Regions from separate parts of the Zea mays genome. Here region 1 is linked to region 2. A link is a contact called in public Hi-C data. All regions are on one chromosome and are shown on one strand. Each heading gives the region's core, a stretch centred on a gene start, on an enhancer-like site or on the middle of the called end of the contact. The rest is flanking DNA. Distances are from core to core; before and after follow the strand shown.

Region 1 (5,363 bases), core at 415-2,914, 200 kb before region 2:
CCTTGCTGGAGTCAGCTAGGACTATGCTACATCTACTCCTCAGTCAGGAATGATAAAGAAAGTAATAAATTGATTTGATTGGAATGTGTTCGGGGATTCTCAATCGACCGTACCCTATATATATAAGGGGAGATCTGGACTCGTTTCTAGATGATAGCCAACAAATCCCATGTAATTAGGTGGATAACCACACACGAGATAAGGATAATCGCATGAATCAATCTGATTGTGGGGGCGTGGAAGTTGGAACGTCCGGACATTCGACTGGACCGTCCATCACTTTTGGTGTTAAACATAGGCTTAAGATAAATATACTCAATTTATATGAGACTTATATTAATTAATGGGTTGTGCCTATTAGCCTTCGTGCGTAGGAACTAGACATGAGCATTCCTCGGAATCGGGTTTAGGTTTAGGTCTGACAAAAAACCTGACAAAATTTCAGTCGACTCGAGCTCGCCTGTGGCCCAACCTACACCCTAAGATCTTGGCCCAAGCCCGTCCATGACCCGACCTGACGACCCATGGGTCAGCCTAATGGCCCAGCATCACATGAAAAAACAGACGAGTCGCACTACAGAGAGCCGAGCTTCTTCCATACTAACAACCCGGATGCTAGCACATAGAGGAATCTTTTTCCAGCGAAAATGTGAATGGACTGGGCTACATAGTCAGATTCTTCGCACAGCCAAATTCTCAGAAAAGCTGATCAGAAGAAAGCTGAACCAAACAAATCCATACTACTTGAGAGCCGAGATAAGGCCAAGCTATATTTTTATTATTTTTTATTGGGTTGACGAGCCGGCCCGTGGACTAAAATCGTGGCCCGAGTCTAACTTGATTTTTTTGACGGGTTAAAATTCTAGGCCACGTTCGTATCGATTGGATTAAATCGAGTCAGGTAAAGTTTTTTTTCCGAACGGGTTAGATCGAGGTGATCGGATCGAGTGACCCATACTCAGATCCAGTAGTAACATGACTAAGGGGGTGTTTGGTTTCTAGGGACTAATGTTTAGTCCCTTCATTTTGTTCCATTTTAGTATATAAATTGACAAATATAGAAACTAAAATAAAGTTTTAGTTTCTATATTTGATAATTTTGTAACTAAAGTGGAATAAAATGTAGGGACTAAAAATTAGTCCCTAGAAACCAAACACTCCCTAAATATTGTCCTATATATCGGTCTAGATTGGTTTAAATCTACTACACATCAGTCTAAGTTGTGCTCGTGCGAGACTGAAATTGTGTAGTTCGAAATCGAACTGTCCGACTACAGACTACGTGTCGTCACAAAAGTAGACTAATTAGCTGCTTTTTAAATCTACATATTTTATTTTAAACTCTAACTAATAAAATAGTTGTACAAAATAATGTTTTATGCGTAGCCGGTATACTGAAGCGATTCGTTTGCTGACCGCCTCACCGGCCCTCCTCCTGCTGTTAAGCCCAGAGGCCAGAGCTCCCGTCCCGAGGGTTTCAGGTCTGTTGGCCCCTAGCTCCTCGTCTGCTTGCCGGACCGCCGCTTTTTGGTGCGACTTCCACATCTTGTCCTGACGGGGATCGCTGGTTTCTTCCTCCAGAGATCGCATCCCTGGTCCGCGGGATCCGATGAGATGCGTGGGTACTCCCGCAGTCCGAACTCGTAGCAGGCATGGCTGAAGCGGCCGCATCTTCGTCTTCGTCCGGATCCTGCGCCCCGCGCCGCCTCCATGGCGCCGGCATCGTCAGGGACGCGCTCACGTACAATGGCCTCGCCGCACTCCCGCCGCCTCTGCCGCCGGCGCAGGTGCAGGTTACGGCTTACGGCAGCGGCGGCGGAGGAGGAGGAGGAGGAGGAGGAGGAGGAGGGAAGATTAGCCCCGCGGTGCTTTTCATCATCGTGATTCTCGCGGTGGTTTTCTTCATCTCCGGCCTGCTCCACCTCCTGGTGCGTGTCCTCATGAAGAAGCAGCGCCGCCGAGGGGGCACGGCGTCAGCAGCGGCGCGGGGGTCTGGAGGGGAGGGCGGCGGGGCGGACGCTGCGTTGCAGCGGCAGCTGCAGCAGCTGTTCCACCTCCACGACTCCGGGCTGGACCAGGCCTTCATCGACGCGCTGCCGGTCTTCGCCTACCGCGAGATCGTCGTGGGCGGCGGCGGCGACGGGGACAAGGAGCCGTTCGACTGCGCGGTGTGCCTGTGCGAGTTCGACGCCGAGGACCGGCTCCGGTTGCTGCCGCTGTGCGGGCACGCCTTCCACCTCAATTGCATCGACACGTGGCTGCTCTCCAACTCGACCTGCCCGCTCTGCCGCGGGGTGCTCTTCGTCCCGGGGCTCATGGGCGAGGACAGCCCGATGTTCGATTTCGAGGAGGGCCTGGAGGAAGGGCGGTTGTCCGAGGACTGTGACGACGGATTTGGATTGCCTGGGCTGAAGGCTTCAGGGTTGGCACAGACACCGGTGGCCGAGAAGAAGGTATTCCCTGTGAGGTTGGGGAAGTTCAAGAATGTCGGAACCCATGGTGCGGTGGAAGGTGGCCATGCCAATGCCAATGCCAATGCCAATGCTAATCCCAGGGTGTTGACTAGGGATGAAGGGGAGAGTAGCAGCAGCAGGTTGGATGGAAGGAGATGCTTCTCCATGGGCACCTATCAGTATGTTCTTGGCACATCTGAGCTCCGGGTAGCTCTCCAGCCTGGCTGTATCAGGAATGGCACTGGTGGTGCAATGAGGGGAATGCCTCCTGGTTTAAGTTCAATCAATGCTGATATTATGGAGGGGAAGAAGATCTGTGCACGCAACAAAGGGGAGAGTTTCTCCGTGTCAAAAATTTGGCAATGGTCTAATCTTAAGGGCAAGCTACCTGCTGGTTCTGATGAATGTTCGGATGCTGGGAGCCTTCCATGGATGAAGAAAGGAGGTGCTGTGGATACATCGAACTTATGACTCTCTGTACTGGTATAATGTGATAGTGGCCTTTCTTTAGTTAGTGTTGCTCACCGAAGTTCTTACCTGTAGTCATTTTTCTTATCTAGTTTTCATGTGCTGATTTTGATTGGAGTGCCAACCTCATCGGGGGCTTAACTTTTGGTAATCTTGCCATGTTAGTATGTTGCGCCATGTACATTGTGATGACTTAGAATGATCTGATTCTGGTCTGCCTAATACTTTGTGTTGGGTCTCATGTATCATTTGTTCCCTCCATCCAAAACTATAGGTCAGTTTGGTTATGCATCTAGATATGCAATGTCTAGATCAGAGTATAGCTTACATCGACATGTGACTTCTGCACTCCATTCATTTGACAAATATGCAACGGAAAACATGTACTGCTATTTCGAGTTACTATTAGATGTATCACAGCACAATTTAACTGTTCATGCACTAGTAGAGTGATTGGCTTCTTTAAGCCCCCTGTTTTTTTTTGGGTCTGCTGTCAATCTAGTCATACTTTCTAATATTTAGATGGAATTGCATCAGAATCCCATGAAAGTGGCTATCAACTGCCAAACAATTCTTACAACATCAAAATCTTAAGGTGGTGTTTTTTTACAAAACTAATGAATTAAGGTAATCGGGAGTGAGTTCCAGATTCTCTAGTTTTCAGGTACTATTGCCTGTTACTACTACGTGGTCCTGAATTCATGTATATTTGTGAGTATAAAGGGTGTTTTGACTCTTAAGCAGAACATCATCCAGTATTTCGTCTTGTTTTTTATCTTCATGTTGAGTTAGAAACGTCATAAATTCTGAATTATGGTACTATAGGAATATATGCATTCATGATATTCCCGCCTTCATGAATGCATATCGAATGATTGAGCCTGCATTTTCAGACTAAACGTCCCTTTTTTTGCTTTTAGTCTGTCAGTCATCTGCTACCATTCTCAACGTCTTTTCCTTTGAGACCACTTTGTTAAGTTTACACCCTCTCTTCCAAGAATCTCTTTGCTCAAAATGACGGAAAGAAATCCCTGGGCAGCCAGAAGCCTATAATGCTCCAAGTATGAATGTACTATCGACATTCAATTCAGTATTGCTTTGTGTTTATTGTACCTAACACTTGCATATCTATTTTATTGCGGTATCAATCTTTCTCAGTTGCTTTGGTTTTGCTGTTACTCAACTTAAGGATGGAATTCGGCATTCGATTTTCCTGTCTGTCAATTTTATGATCCACAAAGGTGTTAAGATATTTAGCTGGCAAGTTGGTAAAGGACACCAAAAGCCAAAAGGGACGTCCGCCTTTCGACCCCGTCCTTCTCTAATCACATTGGTAGGCCGTCAGCGGCAGCTCCCACCGCACCACTGGCTCCTCGCTTCGACCCGTCGTCCTCTCCTAATCATTGTTCAGTGTTGTTACGAGATTTGCTATTTACCGTTATTATCAATAGGTTTAGAAAAATTTGTCATAAGACCTATAAATCATATACACGTAGATACAAATACCAGAATACCCCTAATATTCCATAGGGCAGCGAGGACTCTATCAAGATACCACTTACCACCACTGTCAAGTGAACTGCTGTTGATGCTCCGTCCTTATGGAAAAGCGTGACCATTTGGTCTCTATCACCATCTCTCTTTTCTGCATCGACATCCAATCGTGGTGGACTACACGGTGCCCACGCTGAGTGGAACGGTGGAACCAAGAGTTTTCAAGGTACAGTAAGTATTCCGATGAGATAATGAAGGATAGTGCTTTTTAGTGACGTGGAACTCTCTCATGTAGTGTGTTTCTCCTCCTTTCTCCTTGATTTTATATCACAAAAGTCATTGTGAAGTGCCTGCACCAAATGACTCCACTCAATCAGATGAGCGGGCGGGTATCATGCATGCGCCATATTCCATATAGGGATCTCATCTCATCTGAGAGGTGAATCAAATTGACTTCTCTTGCTGTTCCAAATCGATATAATTTGTTATCAGGTGCTGTTAGTAACCAGATGTGGAATATCAAATTGTTTTTGTTCTCTCTAGAGATCCTCGTCTCCGTGTTCATACGTATATTTTCTGATGGTATATGTGAGTCCGAATTTATTTACAAGAGTTTAGATTCATCTTATATGAGCCTGATTATTTAATATCTAATACCACACATTCATATATGAATGAATAGTTAAATCTCATATTTATATCCTATCTAATATTCTAATATAGCTAATACTATTCGAATTCGAATCAAATTCAAACAAAAAACAATAAATAAATACAATATCAATAATATCTGTACTTAACCCCTAAATTGACGAGCCCCAATGATTTGTTCAGTTTCAAATCTTGCTGGCTGGCTCCAGCAGGACCTACAAAGCTTCAGGTCTCAGGTCCAGAGGTACTAGCGCTGATCAGATAAAGCTGTTGTTAGTCACGACCACTGTTTCTTCT
Region 2 (5,087 bases), core at 1,509-4,008:
GCTGTCACAATCTAAGTAATTGCTCCAACACAAACTTATATAAAAATAATTGCCAGTTTGTAATGCACGAGATTTACGGTAAACAATTTGGTTCCTAAGATAAATTCATGTGCTCCAAATAGGTCAAAGATTCACTCAACAGGCCGCTCACACAAGAAACTAAAAAAACATATATAACATCAGCATATGCTTTTTAGTCTGAAGCAAAATAGTGTTACATGAAACCAAATATAAGTCACATACTGAAAAGAATCCACACGGAAGCCACCAACTCTCGTACACCTAAAATACCAAACCTTTTAGAACTTATTTGGTTATTCTAATTCCAGGTTTGTTCGGTTCGCTCTTAGTTCTTGTGGATTGAGTGTGATTGAGTTAGTTTAAATCCATAACAAGTTAAAATTTATCTCAATCCCGTTCAATACACTCTAATCCACATGGATCGAGAATAACCAAACAATGCCTCCATATGAAGTAGAGTGTATTGGAATGAATTGAAATATATTTTAATTTGCTATAGATTAAATCAATTCAATATCACCTAATCCATATAGATCAACAGTGAAACAGATAGTTTGCTATCTGAAGTATTGGAACGAAAGATATGATCTAATCTGAAGGCGCTTCAAATGAACAGAGCTCGCTAGTACTTTCTTCTACCGAAGAATAATACAATGGTGTTGATTTTCAAAATAGAAGCACAAATTGTTCTTTAGCGCTCGTAGATTTAATTCGAAACCAAATGTCCTGTTGCAGTTGATTTGACCCAGTTGTGCCTAGAGCGGGACAGATTTCTTCAAACCAAAAGAACAAAAACAAAGAAAATGGGAAAAGCATTCTTTGTCCAAGAAATAAAAAATAGGGCAAATAAAAACGTCGTGAATTATCCACTTTTCTTCATCACTTAAACTTTTGAATTAGATTGATCGATGCATACAACTTAATATAGTATTAAAAACTTAATATGTTATTAAAACAAAAGATTTTAAAATAATTACTATTCACTTCTACTATATATCTGCTGAACTTTAAAGAAACCTTATTAGGAGAAGCGTGAAGCATCGAATATATATAACTAGAAAATAAGCTCGGGATCGCGAGCTGACTCGAGCTTCGAGCATCTTGGCTCGGCTTGCGAACCTCGAGCGAGTCGAGACAAGCCTATTTTTTAGGCTAGTTGGTGAAACGAATCGAGCCAAGCTGGCTCGTGAGCTATGTCATATGTACTAAATTAATCAATCTACAAAATAATAATGGATTATTAGTTATTTTTAGTCTTCGACGATGGATATATAATAATTCAAATTTTAGATTACTCATAATATTAAATAATGATTCTATATTTTATATTTAAATACTATTAATTAATATATAATACAATTATATTTACTAATGTGTGGCTCGTGAGCTAAGCCGAACCTTATTCTTGAGCTCGTGCAGTGGGCGAGCCGAGTCGAGCTCGGCTTGTTTCCAACCCTATCAGGAGAAGCCTATCCCATCCCCTATTCTATCCCCTATTTCATCCACTATATCAAATTTCATTGTGTAAATAATGTCATCTACCATAAAACCTCCTATTTTACATGGTCTACTTAGACAACCTCAAATCCGGATGCCCTCCTTCGCGATTCCATTGTCTCATTTTTGGTCTCTACATATAAGAGTATCTCCAAGAGCTCATCAGAAGTCTTCTCTAAATCAAGTTTTTTTTATAAAAACACAAAAACGTATCTCCAACAGTTCCCCTAAAGTGCTCCCAACTTTTTTCATAGCCTTTAAAACTCCGGTTTTTTGGCTCCCCAGAAACAATCTACGGCTTTAAGAGATATGTTGGAGAAATGATTAAAATCTATCCCCACTAATTTTTTAGATGTCCCTTAAAACTGATTTTAGGAGTATTTTTTGGGAGCTGATTTTTAGGAGTCATTTTCTAGGAGCTCTTGAAGATGCTCTAACATCCAAAAAAAATCAAGAACAAAAATAAGCCGCGTGTCTTGCTAAGGGTATCCAACCTGTTCGTTTGACTTTAATACATAACAATTTATACTACTTCTTTAATATTTTGTCTCTATAGATTGCAACTACAACAGTCTAAAAGCTGGCTTTAATTGAAAGTAAATAGTGTGTCTTCAGCGGTTCTAGGCACATCTGATGGTGCGTGCTACTAATCATCCAAATCTGCACTAGACATACCACATACGATTGTGGACGATGGACGCTTGGATAAGACCCATAAGGTAGCATATTCAGTCTGAGTGTGGACAACCTAACTGATGCTTTGAATAGGGACGGATATTAGGTCTGGGCCACTTAACCGTGGCCCAGGTCATAACTCAAAAATATAGTAGATATTTTGGTCCAAAAGAAACTATAGTAGAGATTTTGGTCCAAAAGAAACTCTATCTGTCCGGCCTCTGATCAAGGGAGCGTTTGGTTACCTATGGATTCTGGAATGAGATAAATTTTATCTGATATTTAAACAAACATGTTAATTTCTCTGCTTTGGGTAATATGTGGCTAGAGAGAATCTCAAATATCAACTTTGTGCTGAATTTTTTTGAGTAGTGTATACAGTCCAGATTACTAAGGGTATGTTTGGTTTGTACCTAAATGTGCTACATTTTACCTAAGATTAGTCATTCAAATTAAATAACTAACCTTAGACAGAAAAGTTAGGCAAAATGTGACAATTGAGGTAACAAACCAAACATGCCCTAGATATCCACGGTTATCGAACGCAGCCAAACAAGCCCGTGCCACGGGTCAGATAAGCTTTTCTCTCCCCTTCGCAGCTGCAACCGCTCGCCGCGTGCTCCCTTTGTACTGAACCGCATCCTCCCCGCGCCGACCTGCTCCGGCGAGTTAAACATGGCCGTCCTCCTCCGCAGCACCTCCGCCGCCGCCTCGACTGCTGGCCCCTCCTCGGCGCTGCTCGCCACCACCTTCCGCCGCTCCCGCGGCTGCCTTCTGCCCCGTGCCGCGCCGCAGCGCCGCTTGTATGTGGCCCGCGCCTCGGCCCAGCCCCTCGAGGTCTGCGCTAAGGAGTCCATCACCATCCCTGGCCGCCTCGGAGACTGTGAGCTCTCTCTCTCTCTCTCTCTCTCTCTCTCTCTCTCTCTCTCTCTCGCGCGCGCGCGCGCTGGGTAAATGTAATTTATAGAATGCAAGGTTAACTGACAATAGTTCTGCTTGCGTTGTTAGCTATTTGGAATAGGCGAGATTTTAATTTGCTGCGTTATCAGTGCAACTGCAAATGATAGGCTTTCTTTCACTTTTAGAGCGATGGTATAATGGATTGATTTTTGTGTTGGTATCATGACCCGTATGTGCTTTTATGATGGCACGTGAAAAACATAATAACCTGATATTGCATGAAATATGTGGAGCTAGATTTTAGTTAAACAGCAGCCTTTGACTAGAGCCGGTCCTGGTATTTTTGGGGCCCTGAACGAAAGTTAATATTGGGGCCCTCCTATCTCCATGCGTGTCTATATGTATAATATATATATATATATATACTTATATATGGAAACTTATGAACACATAATTGTTGATCTCAAATAGTTTTCCCTAATTTTAGTCTTAAAAAGATTTTTTTGACAGATGGAACAATCACTGACACAATAAATAAGATTTGATATGCAATAGAGACATTAGGATAACAATCCACCTCTTTGGCATGCTCGACAATTCATATAGCGGACAACATAGTTGTTAAGGCATCGCCTAGGCGGTAAGGCACTCCGGGGATGTAAGGTGACCTACTCGCCTTACTCCCGCACCTAAGGTGAGTGGTAGAGGCTGCCGGAGGCTGGCAGCGGCGTGACGGCAGCTCCAGCAGCACGGCAGCGGCGGCGGCTGCAGCGTGGTGGGGCAGCGCCGGCACAGGAGAAAGGGATGAGCACCAGCGGGGAGAGGGAGAGAGCTGGGAGAGGTGCCGTGCAGAGCTCTTACATGCACTCAGCGTGTCGCCGCGTCGCACTAGCAGTTTGCGACAATTTGTTTCCTCTAAAACTGCGGCAGGCTCATCGATTCGTCTCTTAGATTTCCAACAAGCTGCAGTTAACGAATAGCTAACGAATAGACTATCGAATGATGAGTAAATTAAAATCAATTACTAAAAATTCAGAGCATACATCATATACTCGATATATATTTAGGGGCCAGGGCGGCCGCCCACCCTGCCCCCCTCAGGGCTGACCCTGCCTTTGACGTGTCTGCGGTGTGGATGTAGTTATTTCAGCACATAGTTTGTTCCTGCAGTCTGCACCAAGCCAATTTTTTGGTAAATAGCGCTTGATTTAGTGCACTTGTTTTGGTCATCATCTTCATGACAATATAAAGTGACTAAGTGAGTATGCTCTGAATCATTTAGCCAACATCAATGCATGGAAAATCCAAAGGTTCTTGGTCTTGCAGTCTGCACCAAGCCATTTTTTTGGTAAATAGTGTTTGATTTAGTGCACTTGTTTTAGTGATCATCGTCATGACAATATAAACAGTGTATGTTCTCTGAATCATTTAGCCAACAGCAGTGCATAGAAAACTCAATGGTGTACTTGTATGATGAGTTTATACTTGGAGAATTTTTTCTAGTGCTTGGTGAAGGTGGGTGATTTGTTCTTTCAGTGTTTTGGTGAAGTTTGATATTAATGTAGTATAGTATATTAAGAGATGAACATCTTAAGATTTTCTTTGGAGTGAAATTTCTTGTCTGTCTCCTGCCCTAATCCTCTTTTAAGCTTTAATGGAGACTATAGAATGTGTTAATGCCTTAATGACGAAAAAGGTTCTGGATTCTGGGTATTGTCCCTTCCTGGGTTTCTGTATACTTAAGCTGTATTGGTAGTCCTTGTTGTCAATTTATGCCATCTGGAAGGACTGATAGAATGTAAGAATAAAAGAGCTCATTTTGTATAGAAAAACAAAATATTTTTGTACTGGCAGTATTAACTTTCACAGAATAACTGTTTCTGTGGTAGAAATAGAATAGCAGCATTCAGAAACAAACTAGAGTAGGTTTATCTTTTTCTAATCTGTTTTTGCTTATTAATAACAAAACTTGCTCTGCAGTCTGGTACATGCTT

What was found. Hi-C and Micro-C count contacts between places; a contact is called where the count stands out from the background.
Region 1: a Hi-C map of ear shows a contact between it and region 2, with 2.7 times the contacts expected there. The contact joins the promoter of LOC100192054 here to the promoter of dhar4 in region 2. A contact is called at or near these places in 5 of 25 Hi-C or Micro-C datasets (bundle sheath, ear, endosperm and 1 more).

What each region holds. Positions count from the first base shown.
Region 1 is chr6:124,606,361-124,611,723 of Zm-B73-REFERENCE-NAM-5.0, reverse strand. It overlaps LOC100192054 (putative RING zinc finger domain superfamily protein), which reads left to right and starts at 1,664. Exons shown (of 1, transcript NM_001137477.1): 1 at 1,664-3,116. The coding sequence starts at 1,941. The coding sequence ends at 2,924.
Region 2 is chr6:124,407,762-124,412,848 of Zm-B73-REFERENCE-NAM-5.0, reverse strand. dhar4 (glutathione dehydroascorbate reductase4) reads left to right here and starts at 2,758. Exons shown (of 7, transcript NM_001157942.2): 1 at 2,758-3,076. The coding sequence starts at 2,869.